Linked DNA regions of Siniperca chuatsi: region 1 is linked to region 2. A link is a contact called in public Hi-C data. All regions are on one chromosome and are shown on one strand. The core of a region is the stretch at or near the end of the contact, and the rest is flanking DNA. Distances in the headings are between cores, read along the strand shown.

The links. Hi-C and Micro-C count contacts between places; a contact is called where the count stands out from the background.
Region 1: a contact with region 2 is called in a Hi-C map of liver, with 2.8 times the contacts expected there. The contact joins the enhancer-like site here to the promoter of mych in region 2. A contact is called at or near these places in 2 of 3 Hi-C or Micro-C datasets (liver and skeletal muscle).

Annotation. Positions count from the first base shown.
Region 1 is chrLG2:5,820,117-5,826,918 of ASM2008510v1, forward strand. No RefSeq gene overlaps it. Among protein-coding and RNA genes, the nearest start is that of LOC122882560, 19 kb to the right of the region's middle. Within about 2 kb of position 4,280, the one cell type or tissue checked has an H3K27ac peak away from gene starts, as active enhancers do. A contact at or near this core is called in liver, where this site is marked.
Region 2 is chrLG2:5,716,752-5,723,139 of ASM2008510v1, forward strand. mych (myelocytomatosis oncogene homolog) reads left to right here and starts at 3,094. Exons shown (of 3, transcript XM_044209986.1): 1 at 3,094-3,313; 2 at 4,952-5,492. The coding sequence starts at 4,967.

The DNA of each region.
Region 1 (6,802 bases), core at 3,030-5,529, 100 kb after region 2:
AGTTATCTTCAGCAGCTCCTCTAAATTCATAGCTGAGGTGAAGGCACGGTGTCACGTCAGGATACTGAGGTAGACCAGATACATGTTTATAATTCAAATGTACCATATTTTTCATACATGTGAGGCTTGATTTGAATTTACTTCACCACGACTGCTAAGGATCAAGAACAAAGTTTGGACCTCAACTTTTATTCACCTTAAGGTTTGGTTTTCTATATAATTTTGACTGTAAACACTTAAACCATGTTGTGTTCAAAACAATAGGAATTAAATAGAATTAAATGACTTAAATAGTAGGTCAGGATTGTGAGTCAGTATGAGTAAAAGAGCGGGTGTCTGAGTGATCTTAGTTACACTTTAGTGCCGGTTAAAACTGCACAAAGTAGTGGCTGAAAGTAAATGATGAGTTTTTGTTTACCGCTCACCAAAATAATACAGAAGGAAAGTAATTAGGAAATTAAAAATAGAACGATAATGTGAGATTGAAATTCTATAATGGCATCATGTGTTCAAAATTTAGAAGATTCACGTCAGACAGCAAATACACAGGTTACTCAGACTAGGTCACCTAGGAGTGTTTGACACCAACTCATTCAGGTTGTAAAGGTATGTACAGCAGCTCAGCAGAGTGTGTGACACCACAGCATCAGTCAAAACTTAATGCTCTGCCCCTGGGACGTGTGTGTGTGTGTGTGGGTGTGTGTGTACAGGGGTGTTTCAGGTTACAGCCTACTTCCAGCTGAGGTGTGACTTGGACTTCACATGTCAGACAGAGTTTTCCTAGAAACGCTGCTGGTCAGATTTAACCCTAGTTGTCTCTCTACTAGTGTTACACAAAAAGAAAATGAATGCTGACTACTCAAAGCGTTTCAATTCAAAATACATTAACCAGGTTCAATAAGAACAAAACAAAAATGCTAAAGCATCACATAATCTGAGCGGGAAAACTAAAATTAAAGATATAAAAGAGGCAACAGTGTGAGAAGAAGAAAAAGTACACTACATGCCTCTCTGTCAAGAGTCAACACCTCCATTTTGAAGCCACGTCATCTACAGTCCTATCTCTGTCTGTCTGTGTGTGTGTGTGTGTGTGTGTGTGTGTGTGTGTGTGTGTGTGTGTGTGTGTGTGTGTGTGTGAATGAAAGGGGAAAGTGAGTGAAAGTGTTTGAAGAAGCAACATGTGTCAGTGTGCTGCTGAGAACATGTTTGAGGTGGTGTAATTTTACAAGGTCACACACTACTGTATATATTCTTGGTTGTGTGTATAAAAGTATTAATTTGTTTTAAAGTTAAGGTTAGGGAACAATTGTGGTCATGCTTGTTAAAGTTGTTGATGATGTTTTGAAGAAAAGCTCGACATTTTGGGAAATATGCTTTTTAGTTTTATTGCCGAGAGTTAGATGGGACGATCTCAATCACGTGTCTGTGCATTAAATATCATGCTACAGTCAGCAGCCGGCTTTTAAAACTTATTTTGCCTTTGAAGTCTTAATTAATGACCACCGTGAGACTGAGGGGCATAGACTGGAAACAAGGGGAGGCAGACCATTTCTTGACTGGGACAAGTAACTTCCCTGAGTCTGGTTGTCCTGGCCAAGAAATAGTTTGGCACGTAAACCACCGTAATTTTTTGTACGGATTAAACAAACAAGATACCAAATGTAAATTAGTGAGATTTAGAGATGCTGGTTGGCAGATTTTGTTCCCGTTGGACAGAGCCAGGCCAGCTGTTTCGACCTCTTTCCAGTCTTTATGCTAAGCTAACTTAGCTGGCTGCTGGCTGAAGCTGCATACTTAGTGTACAGACATCTAACTCTCTGCATGAAAGCAGATAAGCGTATTTCCCAAAATGTCAAACTTTTCCTTTAAATATCTTAATAAGCCAGTTTGCACAACTATAAGCGACGACACCTGTAACATCAGCAGCTGCAACCCCAACATTAGCTGTCTGTTTCTGTGCTGCTCCAACATTTCAACATGAAAATAAACTTTACAACACAGAGAAATAGAAAATAATTTGCTGAATTTTTGAAGCCTCCCAAAAATGTGATTGTCATGTTGTCAGGGGGTCCTAGGTGTTCGAGACCCCAGAGACCCTCATTGATGAGAACACAAGATAAGATAAGATAAACCTTTATTGATCTCCAGATGGGAAGTTCAGGTGTTGCAGCAGCACAAGGACAGAAATAAGTGAGAGATAAATAAAGGAGGAAGTAAAAATAAATAATTAGAAGTATAAAAATAAGAATAGAAATAGAAATAAAAATAGAAACTAGCACATGAGCAATTAAAGTCAAAATTACAAGGCAACAGTGACATAGTGGTGTGATTATATACATGTACAGTATTAAAGGGTCCACAAGTGAGAGGAAGGGGTAAGTGTCCCTCAGCTTCACTAACTTCATTAATTAAGACTTCAACAGCAACATAAGTTTTAAAATCCTCAGTCCTTAAAAAATCAGCAATGTCTGTATTTCCCCAAAACACCTTCAGCCACATGAATAAATGAACCCAGAAGATCAACACGAGGTGATGTTTTTATCTGGATTTCTTTTCCTAACAACTTTTTAAATCCATCAGTGAAGCAGCCTGTGAGAGGACACTTTTCTTCAAGCCATTATTTGTTTTGTTTAGGCAGTGATGACTGGACTGGAGTGTGTCTGACTTCAGTGTGTCTGCTGAGTGGTCCTTTTAATCATTATCCTGACTTGAACTGACTGTGTGTGTGTGTGTGTGTGTGTGTGTGTGTGTGTGTGTGTGTGTGTGTGTGTGTGTGTAGAAGTATTTGTAATAAAACTTCTGTTATGTGCTGCTGCAGTCACGCCTTCACTCTCATCTACACACACACACACAACCTCTCACACATCTAAAGCATCTCACGGTTTTACTTGCGGGCGAAACTCCATAAGCATTTTTTCAAAAAGGCAAAATGAACACACACACACATGCACACACACAGAGAGGCAGGTCCAGTGAGTACTAGGAGCCTGTTCAGATTTGTGAATGAAAGACTTTCTGTCTCCTTCCTCCCTCTCTCTCTCTCTCTCTCTCTCTCTCTCTCTCTCTCTCTCTCTCTCTCTCTCTCTCTCTCTTCCTCTCTCTCTCTCAGTGGAAAGTATTTTTGGCACAACTCCAGAAACTTCTCAGTGGTGGGAAAACACACACACACACACACACTGTGAAAAGTGATGAGTGTGGACTGTAGTTTTGTCCTGGACACACAGTCTTTGTGTGAGCGTGTGTATTTGTTTGTTTGTCAGCAGGTGGCAGGGTTCGATCCTTCCCAGCATGCACTCAAGACGTAGGGAACACAAAGTCCCTTTTGGAGTTCAGATGGAAGTGGAGTAGTTGGAATTGATCTCAACAAATCAATCTCAAACCAAAGCTGAATTATAGCTAAACTATAGCAATCAATTTAAAAGGCCTTCAAACCAAATAAATAATCAATAACTCCTTTATAGAAGCAGGTGAATTCAGTTGATGGACAAAGTCAACATGCAAGGTCAAAGGTTACAGGTTTAAGTCCTTTAAAGCCTAGACTTCTTTTTGGTTGGATTTCACTCCTTTTATTTACATCCTTATGTCATAGTCTTAACTAGGCATGTCATATAGGTCATTGTTATTTTCAGAATAAGTTAAGCAACTCATAAATGGCATTATTTGGCATGTCAGTAGTACTATACATGCTTTAGGACCTGTCAAAGAGAATTTAATTTAATTTATTTGTGATGTTTAATGATATTACTGAAGCAAGAAACATGACAAAATTGTCTAAGAGTTTGTTTTTCAAAAAACTAAACAGAGGGAAAAAGTTAGATTATAATAAATAGTGCAATTTAGAAAACTAATTTCTACATACAGTAATACAGTATAAGCAATCAAAACTTCATGAAATATTGTCAATCATTTGTGATATTGCAGAATTATGTAGAAAAAGCAAGTAAAAACGTTGTAGCCTGACATAAAATGACCTGCCCTGTGTCATTTTTTGCAGTGTGCGACCACCCAGACACTCTCTCTCTCCCAGATGCTGTATTTCCCTGCTGCTCGCTCTGTCCCTCCCTCCTCAGCTCCTGATTGGCTGCTGAAGTTTGGCGGGCTTTGCTTCTCTTCCTGACCGCCACTGCTGCTGCAGTCAGCGAGGCAACACATGGGAACAAAAGTTCAGCAGGGTGGTTGCGCCAACAATGCATCCGCGAACACAACCTGCTCTGTAAACAGGACGTCGGCTCGAGGCCAAGAGGCTGAAACCAGCAGGAGCAACAGAAACAGTTTCACAGATGGACGAGTTCTGTTTGAGTCCACAGAACAGAACAACCAGGAGTCTGAAAAGATAAAACTAAATGTTTCTCTAAAACAGGTGTCTTCTCAAAACAGCACTCTGTATATTTCACACATGCGCATTTCACCACCGATGTACATGTCTGTCTGCTCATATCCCTGGTTAACATGTTCAATTTGAACACGTATGTTAAAGTCAGGGACAACACTTGTGTCAGATGTGTTATTCTGACACTAAGATAATGTATGTTCACATATAATTTGATAATTGTATAGTTAGAGTACTGCACAATCACAATTAAACACAGAAATAACACATTCCTCCTCTTACAGATAAAAAGTTGAATTCACGAGAAATAAAACGCACCTTTGTTCAATTCATTACACTACACAGCTACAGCCTTACTTGGTCTGGTATGACCAGTAGCTAATGGTGGCTAATGTTAGCTAAGAGTCAGGTCTCTGTTTTTATAGTGTTACTCTTCTCTACTTGTGCTACTGTTACACTTTGTTTTAGCATTTAGCATTTCATAATTACCACTTGTGGTCAACGTTACATAGGTTCCCTGTAAACTTTGCAATGTCAATATGTGGCAACAAATTACCGGCATGGGAAAAACATGTACATTTTTTAAGCATTTGTTAACAAGACTCTCAGTGCATTAACACATCTGGCCTCTCATAAATCTGTGGGTGTGTGTGTGTTGGGTTGAGCACATAATTTACATACTCTGCTCCAATTGGTCAGTTGTCTTCTGACGTAGCCGCGGTACGACACATAAGGCAGTTGGTCGTTTCCTGTTGCACACTTTGTTTCCCGAGTACAGAATATCCCTGTTTGCTTTCTATTTTCAATGCGTTAATGAAACTGTTTTGATGCAACGATGATGCCCGAGCGGACAGGGCTGATCGGCATGGCGGTCCTGTATCTGTGCCGGAAGCGACCCTCACTCCTCTGTGCTTCCATCATAACGAGTGCGTTTGACTCTCACCTGGTTGTCGATCGCATTGCGTCAGAGGACATTTGCATAAAGTTGAACCTTTCTCAGCTTTCCCTGTAGCGCTGCTTGGTGCCTTTTAAATTTCTGTAGCTCAGCGGGCGACACCAGGTTGCAATGCCAAGTCCCATTCACAATGAACAGCAGCCAATCGCTGTCCCAGTTTTTGAGCCAAATGCCAAAGTCAGCATGCTAACAAGCCTACAATGACAATGCTAACATGTGTAAAAGTTGAGGATCAAAGTTTGTTTTTTATCATTAAAATATAAAAAATAGTATTGGTTGGTGTGGTTGTTCACGATGACAACGTTAACAGGCTGATGTTTAGCAGGTATCAATTTTACCCTGACCCTGTTCACCACTAGACACAAAGTACAGTTGATCAAATATCTGCAAATAGCTAATGAACAAAAAAAAAAATTGACCTGATAATGGAGCTAGGTGAAAGTTCATAACATCTAACACTGAAGAGTATTTCGCAAATCAGGATTAGCTATTTAGCCAGAGTACATAGAAATGTGTTCAGTACCTTATAAAATTGCAACTAAATCAAACCAATCCACAATATGTATGATTTAATCATGTGTCAAGACATCATTATTGTTTTAGGGATTTACACCAGTATCACCAAAATTATTGCCCACCCAAAGTTATCTGGCTACATTTCAAATCCTGCTTTGCTGAATTGCAATAAAAAAGTGGTTGATATGACAACAACTCCAACAAAAGTGCAACTCAGTTTTCTATATTTAAAGGATTAGTCTGCAAAATGTGACAGGCTTCTTTTCAAGCTGCAGTGTCACGATGTGGACAGTTTATTTTAGAAGTAGGTCAGTTAAGTTGTTTTCTATGTTACCATTAGGTAACTGTGCACATTTATAAATATCTTGACCTTGTAAAACAAGATATCAGATGATGTTGTTCATATCAAATATCACATGCCTCAAAAGTCAAACTGTTCTGAGAGGGAGAGGTCAGCTCACTCATTCACATATATTATTATTATTTATAGGACATGATAGGATTTGCACTAGAAATGAAAATGCAGCTTAAAAGCAGTGATGATCCTGTTACTGCTGATTAAAAAATCATACTATCAAAAAGGGCAAAAATGCCATTTTGTATAAGATTGGTGCGATATTTTATTTATTGTTAAGAAATTACATTAATGTGTTAGTCTGTCTCATTTACGTCCCTCCCCTTTCTATGGCCTAAAGCCCACAGGTTCCATTTGAAGAGACAAATCTTTAAAAACAGCTCACAAATATATAGTTTCATTTCTAAACCTTTACCAAACGTTTCTCAAACAGGAGGAAATGCATTTGAAGGAAGAAGTGCATTAGTTGGGAACAATTTTTAGCGGCAGATTAATTCACATTTGGTGCTCTAGTGAGTATTCCCTGCAGCAGGACGGTGTGTGTGTGGGATCGAGTCCAAATAAACTACAGAGTGTGTGTTCATGGTAATGAAGGAACATGTCACCCAGTGCAACAGTGGAGCTCTATGGCACAGAGGAATAACAT
Region 2 (6,388 bases), core at 1,844-4,343:
GGTATGAAGTAATAGTGCATGAACTGTCAAGTTAAATGTAGCTTATTAAGATTATAATGAGACGGAGGATATTGCACAGCAGTAATAGAAGTTTGAATAAATATCAATAATATTCTCTCTCACAGTTGCATGCACTTCTCCGATTTTCCGCCAGGTTGTGCAGAAAAAGTTAAACTAAATTGAACTTTGACCTGAAATACGTTGACGTCCACAACACACGTCCAGTGGGATTCTGGCTTTGATGGGAGGAAGTTATGGAGTTATGTCCGCTCTCCGATCCTATACTAAAGCATGGCAGGAAATATTAAAGAAGACAGGGATGTCAGGTTATAAAATCACCATTGTGATTGTTTACATCCCATGTAGTCAGGCGTATTATAGCATCCTAGATAGCCGTTTTGTGCTGCTCGTCATTTAAATGGTGAGGTGCAGAATTGTACGATATGAGCGTAATTTCGAGGATACTGGGCTGATATATGTGGAGCCCCATCTGAGAACATATGTTTCCCTGCTGCTGAGTTAACGTAATAAGAACCTAATAGTTTGTTTAATAATTGTTCTGATGTAAAACCCACTGCGTTAAATGAACTTAACCTTAGATTCCATGTGGGGTGTAGATTAGAAGTGGATGCTCATCATTATCATCATGATCATGTGTGCACTGACGTAAAGGCGAGCTACTGTAACAAAGAGTTTCCCTACGGGGATCAATAAAGTATTTCTGATTCTGATTCTGATTCTGATGATGGTAAAAAAAAAAAGACCTGTGACTCATCTGAGATACTGTAAGTCTAGGAAATAGAAGTGTAATAAACCAAAAATTATTCTTAAGAAGCACAACTTGTGGGACGTTCATTTACCTAATAATGAAGGTGGTAATGAGTAATTTTAACTTCACTTAAAACTGACAAATGTATTTATACTCAGCTGATGACAAAAGATCAGTTCACAATGAACTGCACTGTGAGTTTAACAAAAGTTTAATAATTTAAATTGATTTTATGATCTAATGCAGATGTGTCTGGGGTGGGATTTATATGAAACAATTTGGAAATCCCAGATTTAACCAGTTAGTCAGAAATCAAACCAGTGAGTCATTCAGCCAGCCAGGAGGTTTAGTATTCAGAGCTGAAACCAGGCCAGTTAGTCAGTCTGCCAGTTGGCCTGTAGGTGGCATATTAACCCACTTATTCACCACCAGATCTCTTCTCTTTGTGTGTTGATATTGTTGGTGCTGTTCTATTCTGCTCTGCTACTGTGATCCGCCCAACATCAGCTGCTACAGACAGAAACCTCCTCCTCCAAATATGGAACAGCAGACTTTTTAAAAATTCAGCCAAGTTTTTTTTTTTTCTTTGTAGGATTATGCTGCATTTCCCCTCCGTTTGTGGAAATGTGGTGTGCATTTACACTCAGCAAAAATAGTTTCCATATGACAGACTCCCAACAAGGCTGTGATTATCCCTAAAAGTGCAGAATGCATGAAGAAAAGGCATTGCTGAATAACAATAAACATGCAGGAGCTGTTTATTTACATGTATGAAGACACACAGGGTGTAATGGAGATTAATTCACCAGCCTTTTGTTATGTGAACCAGACTTCATGCATTTTTTAAACCATTTTTAACATAAATTAGCAGTGACTATTAATGCAAGAATAGATATGAAAAATAATATAGCAGTTGTAAATATATAATATGCCTTTATATATACATTTGTTGGTTATCAGATGACCACCAACTGGACCTTCTCATGTGAAAATATTACATTAAATGGGCGTGTGAGTATATAAATATAAATATAAATGAAGACTGTGATCTCCTATTTCAAGATTCCTTTCTGAGAATTTACGTGAACCGAGGCTGACTCGCACACTGACTGGGCGACGCCTCTGCACGTGTACCGGCGAATCGTTGTCCGTTACGTAACGTGCAAGTGCAGAAGCAACACGGGGCAGAGGCAGCAGGGAGGGCTGCGGTGTCTGAGTGGGGCTGTTTGGAGTTCATTCATCTCAGTCCACAGTCCTTTCACCCACATACTACTATATATATATATATATATATATATATGTGTGTGTGTGTGTTTGCATTTCATCTGTTTTATTTTCATGTGAACTGTCTATGAAAGTGATTTAGGCCTATTTATGTTTCATTTAGTTTCAGTTGTTTTTTTTTTTTATTGTTTAACAGAAAAAAGTGCAAAAATGTGCGGGGCGGCGGTGGAGTGGGGTGCATGTTTTTCTTTAAACGTATGTGGATGACAGTTCGAGATAGTTTGTGGTTGTAGTAGTAGCAGCTTCCAGTAGTAGGAGGAGGAGTTGGGGATAGATGGATGGATGGTGAAATACCCTTGCAAGAGTTGGAAGTGGAGGACAACGTGGCTCTGAAAGCATTCAGCCTGTCTGTCTGCCTGTCTCTCAGTCATAATACTACAATTAAAGGTAGAGAGGCGGAGAAAACATAGGCTACTGTAAGCCCCCCTGCCTGTACCACGCCGCAAGAATCCCAAAGAGGCTTACTGTTCCCACTACATTCCCCACTAATGACTGAGAAGGTTAGTTTATAATCTGTGCGATGAATCACACATGCATCTGAACACAGACTACTGACCCTGAACGCATCGCATACTATTCTTTTTTTTGATTAACCTACTTTTTTAAAAAATTAGCCTAATAAAATAACAATTGAAAGAGTTTTAAATTGTCTTCGCTGTTCCACTCGAAATGACGCCCCGAGGCGAGACAGACAGACAAGCAGGCAGACAGGGAGTGAGACAGCCGGCATCACCTCACGATCCACGTGTGATCTATCCTAACTTTTACCCGCCACCATTTTCCTGGAATTCCAGCCTGCGCTGTATCACTCCGCCGGCAAGACAGCATAGACCCCGACTTCAATGCAAAATCAACCAGAATCGCCGTCGCCCCAGCTTTTTCCGCCAGTACTTGATCGCACCGGCAACCGACGGCGGATATACAGGCGATAGGTTGGGTTGCCGTTAACGACCCGTTGTCGGTTTTTACGTTTTGGCGCGATTTTGGTCCTTGGCGGAAGGACACCGGTGAGTAGCAGATATATAAACCGAGCGACCCCGACGGCCACACCTACTCTGTCTGCTAGTAGCGGAGAAGAAGAAGCTAGTCAGGAGAAAAACATCATGCTTCCCTGCTCTAACTTTAATTTTACTCGCAGAAAATCCCACTTCAGCAGATAACTCTAGTTTTATACCTCTCTCTGTGGATTTTATTGGATATTTTGAACGTTTCCTCGATTTCTCATCATTTTAAATTTCCCCTCTGTAAGGACAGTTGAATGTAAGTAAGGAAGCTGCATGCGGGTGAATTGGGGCTACCTAATGTAATCTAATTTACACATGGGGCGTTTAAGTCATCTCATGGCTGGGTGTTAAATCGTGCTTTTGTGCATTTCTTTATTGTAACTTTGCGTTTCATGTATTTAAAGTGTTAAATTAAAGAAAAAGAATGCCGGTTCCACGTGGAGACCCAGAGTTGCTCAACCCATGCCGGGTTTAAATGACCCTCAAAGCGGGTTAACCTTTGGATTTTTTTCTGGTGCATCGACTGACTTCTTTCACACTGCTGAATTTGGTCAGATTCATGACATGTTGCATGTTGAGGTTTTTAGCAAATGACTAAATGTGCTGTTTGAAATCTGATTAAAAATCTGTAAAAATTAAAAAAAATAAAATAAAAATCTGGTGTAAAAGCATGCAGTCGATGCGACCTAACAGGAAATATTGAAGCTTCAGCGGATCTGCATTCAAAACCTCCATTTAGAAATTGGGTTTTTATTTATTTTTTTATTCTTTAGTTGTTCAGTTGCTGTACTTAAACGCCTGTAGTCTTAGAGAATGGCATGCATTCATGTGTGTGTGTGTGTGTGGGGTGGGGAAACTCATTTAGCGTTATGTTGAGTGGGGGAAATGTGATCATAAACACTATTAATTACTTATTTTTACGGTCACGGTGCAGACCGGGCTGTATTTAAGTTTTGGCTCAGGTTTCCCCAGGCTGTGATGGTAAAGAAAGGCAGCCTTTAACTCCCAGAGCCTGTCTGCACCACACACACTGCTGCTTTGTTCTCCAACACAGCCTGCTATACATACACATACCATGAGACCCCATAGGAATATTGGATTTTTTTCCCCACTAAGTAGGACTGCTTCTCCATCTGTTCCACTTTGAGTTACGTTTGTTTAATCACAAGACTGATTTTTGTAGCATTTTGCAGTAATTTAAAGTTTTTATGGTGAATAAGTGGTTTACAAAAACCAAGCATGTCCTAACTGATTAGTGGTATCATACAATATCCTTGGGGCTTTTTAAATGATAACTATCCAGACTTTGTGCTAAGCAGAGTAGGTTTTGTATTCTCTGGAAGAAGTTGTAAGATTTGTCGTGTGTGTGTGTGTGTGTGTGTGTGTGTGTGTGTGTGTGTGTGAGAAACAGCAGCAGAGGTTTTAAGTGTCTAGTAACAAAAAGGAAACAAAAGCCACTCGTCCCTCCTCTTAAGGTTTTGGGCTCGATTTGCGGTTGTTTTTTATTAACTTTCTGAGAAGGAAAATGTAAATTGCGCAGAGAGGTGTAAAGTTTCTACCCCGGTCTCTCCCAGCTGTTCCTGTGACGTCACGGGGAGGGGCGTGTTAAATCCTTTTAGGTGGTTTACGGCCTCTGGGGGAGCAGCGGGGCGGGGCTACGGTGATGTAAACACAGATAAAAGGTGGCACGCTGCCGTCGGGGTCTCAATCTGAAGAAACTGGTTTAAACTTTCACTACAACACGTGCTGCTGCTGCTGGGATTTACCCTGTTCAACTCTGACAGGCGCTGCTTTAAACACACTACTGGCTTAGCGTATCTGGATTTAAACCTAATAAGCTCCACTACCTCTGTTATTTAGTTTTTTGTCCTGGTTTTTGTTGTTGTTCTCCCAGATTCTGCGATCAAACATGTTGCAAAGCTTCGCTCAGTCGCAGGATTGGCTTTACTCCGAGCCGCTGCTGTTTGACGATGAGTTCTGCCAGAGTTTGATGAAGGACCTCCAGTCGCTGCCGACACCACCGCAGTCCCCCCCCATGAAGGCCGGGGTAGGCGGGAGTAAGCCCCTGTCCAAGGAGGACCAACTGAGCTATGTGTCGGACATACTGCTGGAGGATCACGACATGCAGCTCAACTGGAACTACGACTTCTTCCACTCTGATGCTTCTGAGAAGGAGGGCGAGGCCATCCAGCCCTGCTCCCCCCTGGAGGAGAGCGGCGAGGACTGCCTGTGGCAGAGCTTGGAAGAGAAGCTGGTCTCCTCAATGCTCGGCTCTAGCCCGCTGCTGTCTGACATCAACACCAGCATCTTTGAGGAGATCGCCGGCTCCACGCTGGACTGCCAGAACCTGATGGACACTCAGGAGCCCAGCGAGGCCACATCAGACTACGGATCAACGGGTGGCGAGATGTCCAACTATTCATCCAGTGACTCTGGTGAGTTCAGACGCTAATCTCCATTTTACATTAATGATTTTCACCCATATGAAAGTTTAGCCAGAATGTTTGGACTTTTTGTTGTGAGTCTTTAATCTTTGATCTCTTTTGGGATCATATTTCATCTTTTTAAAAATGATTTTGGTTTTTTGTTGATGTGTGATAGTCATCAAAGTTTAATCTCATTCCTGCCTTGTTATTGTGCAGCTTATCAGTATAAACACTCATGGCCAAGAACCGCTTCACTGGCATTTCATTGATAATTCACTGTTAATGTTTAGTGGCACTGAACCCAACTTGTTCTTTGCACTCAGCTTATCTGTACGCCAACCGCCCACCTGTAATCTTCAGAAGCCTTTAATACTCGAGGATGTTGTTGCAGCGTGGGCAGGGTTTTAGCTGTTGACTCTCATGAGTAGATGAGAGGTTTTAGGAGAGAGAGTTGACTGTAAGGGTGTGTGTATGTGTGTGAGTGACTCATGTTTAGTGGTAACAGTTGCGGCTCCATCCATTAACTTGCAATGAGTCATTTCACTGACTCGAGCCCTCTGGCATCTCTTGCTATAAGCCAGAGAGCAAGAGGCAGACTGGCATTGAATTCTCTTGAGGATTACTCATTGTTAAAACACTAATTATATCAAACACATTTTGGCTTTGTTATAATAGTTTTTGAATAAACATAACTATGTATATATTTTTTAACATTAAATAGCTTTTCATGCTCCAGTTTCACTTGAAATACTTTATTGTACATTTCAGAGCACCAAAACTGTAACTGCTGTTTAAACATGTAACTGTTGCTGTAATCCTGAGCTGCCTTCACTCATCAACAGCGTTACAGTTGTAAGCTTCTGCACGTGGCTGTTTTTACAGTAGAAGAAAAGATTTTCACCACT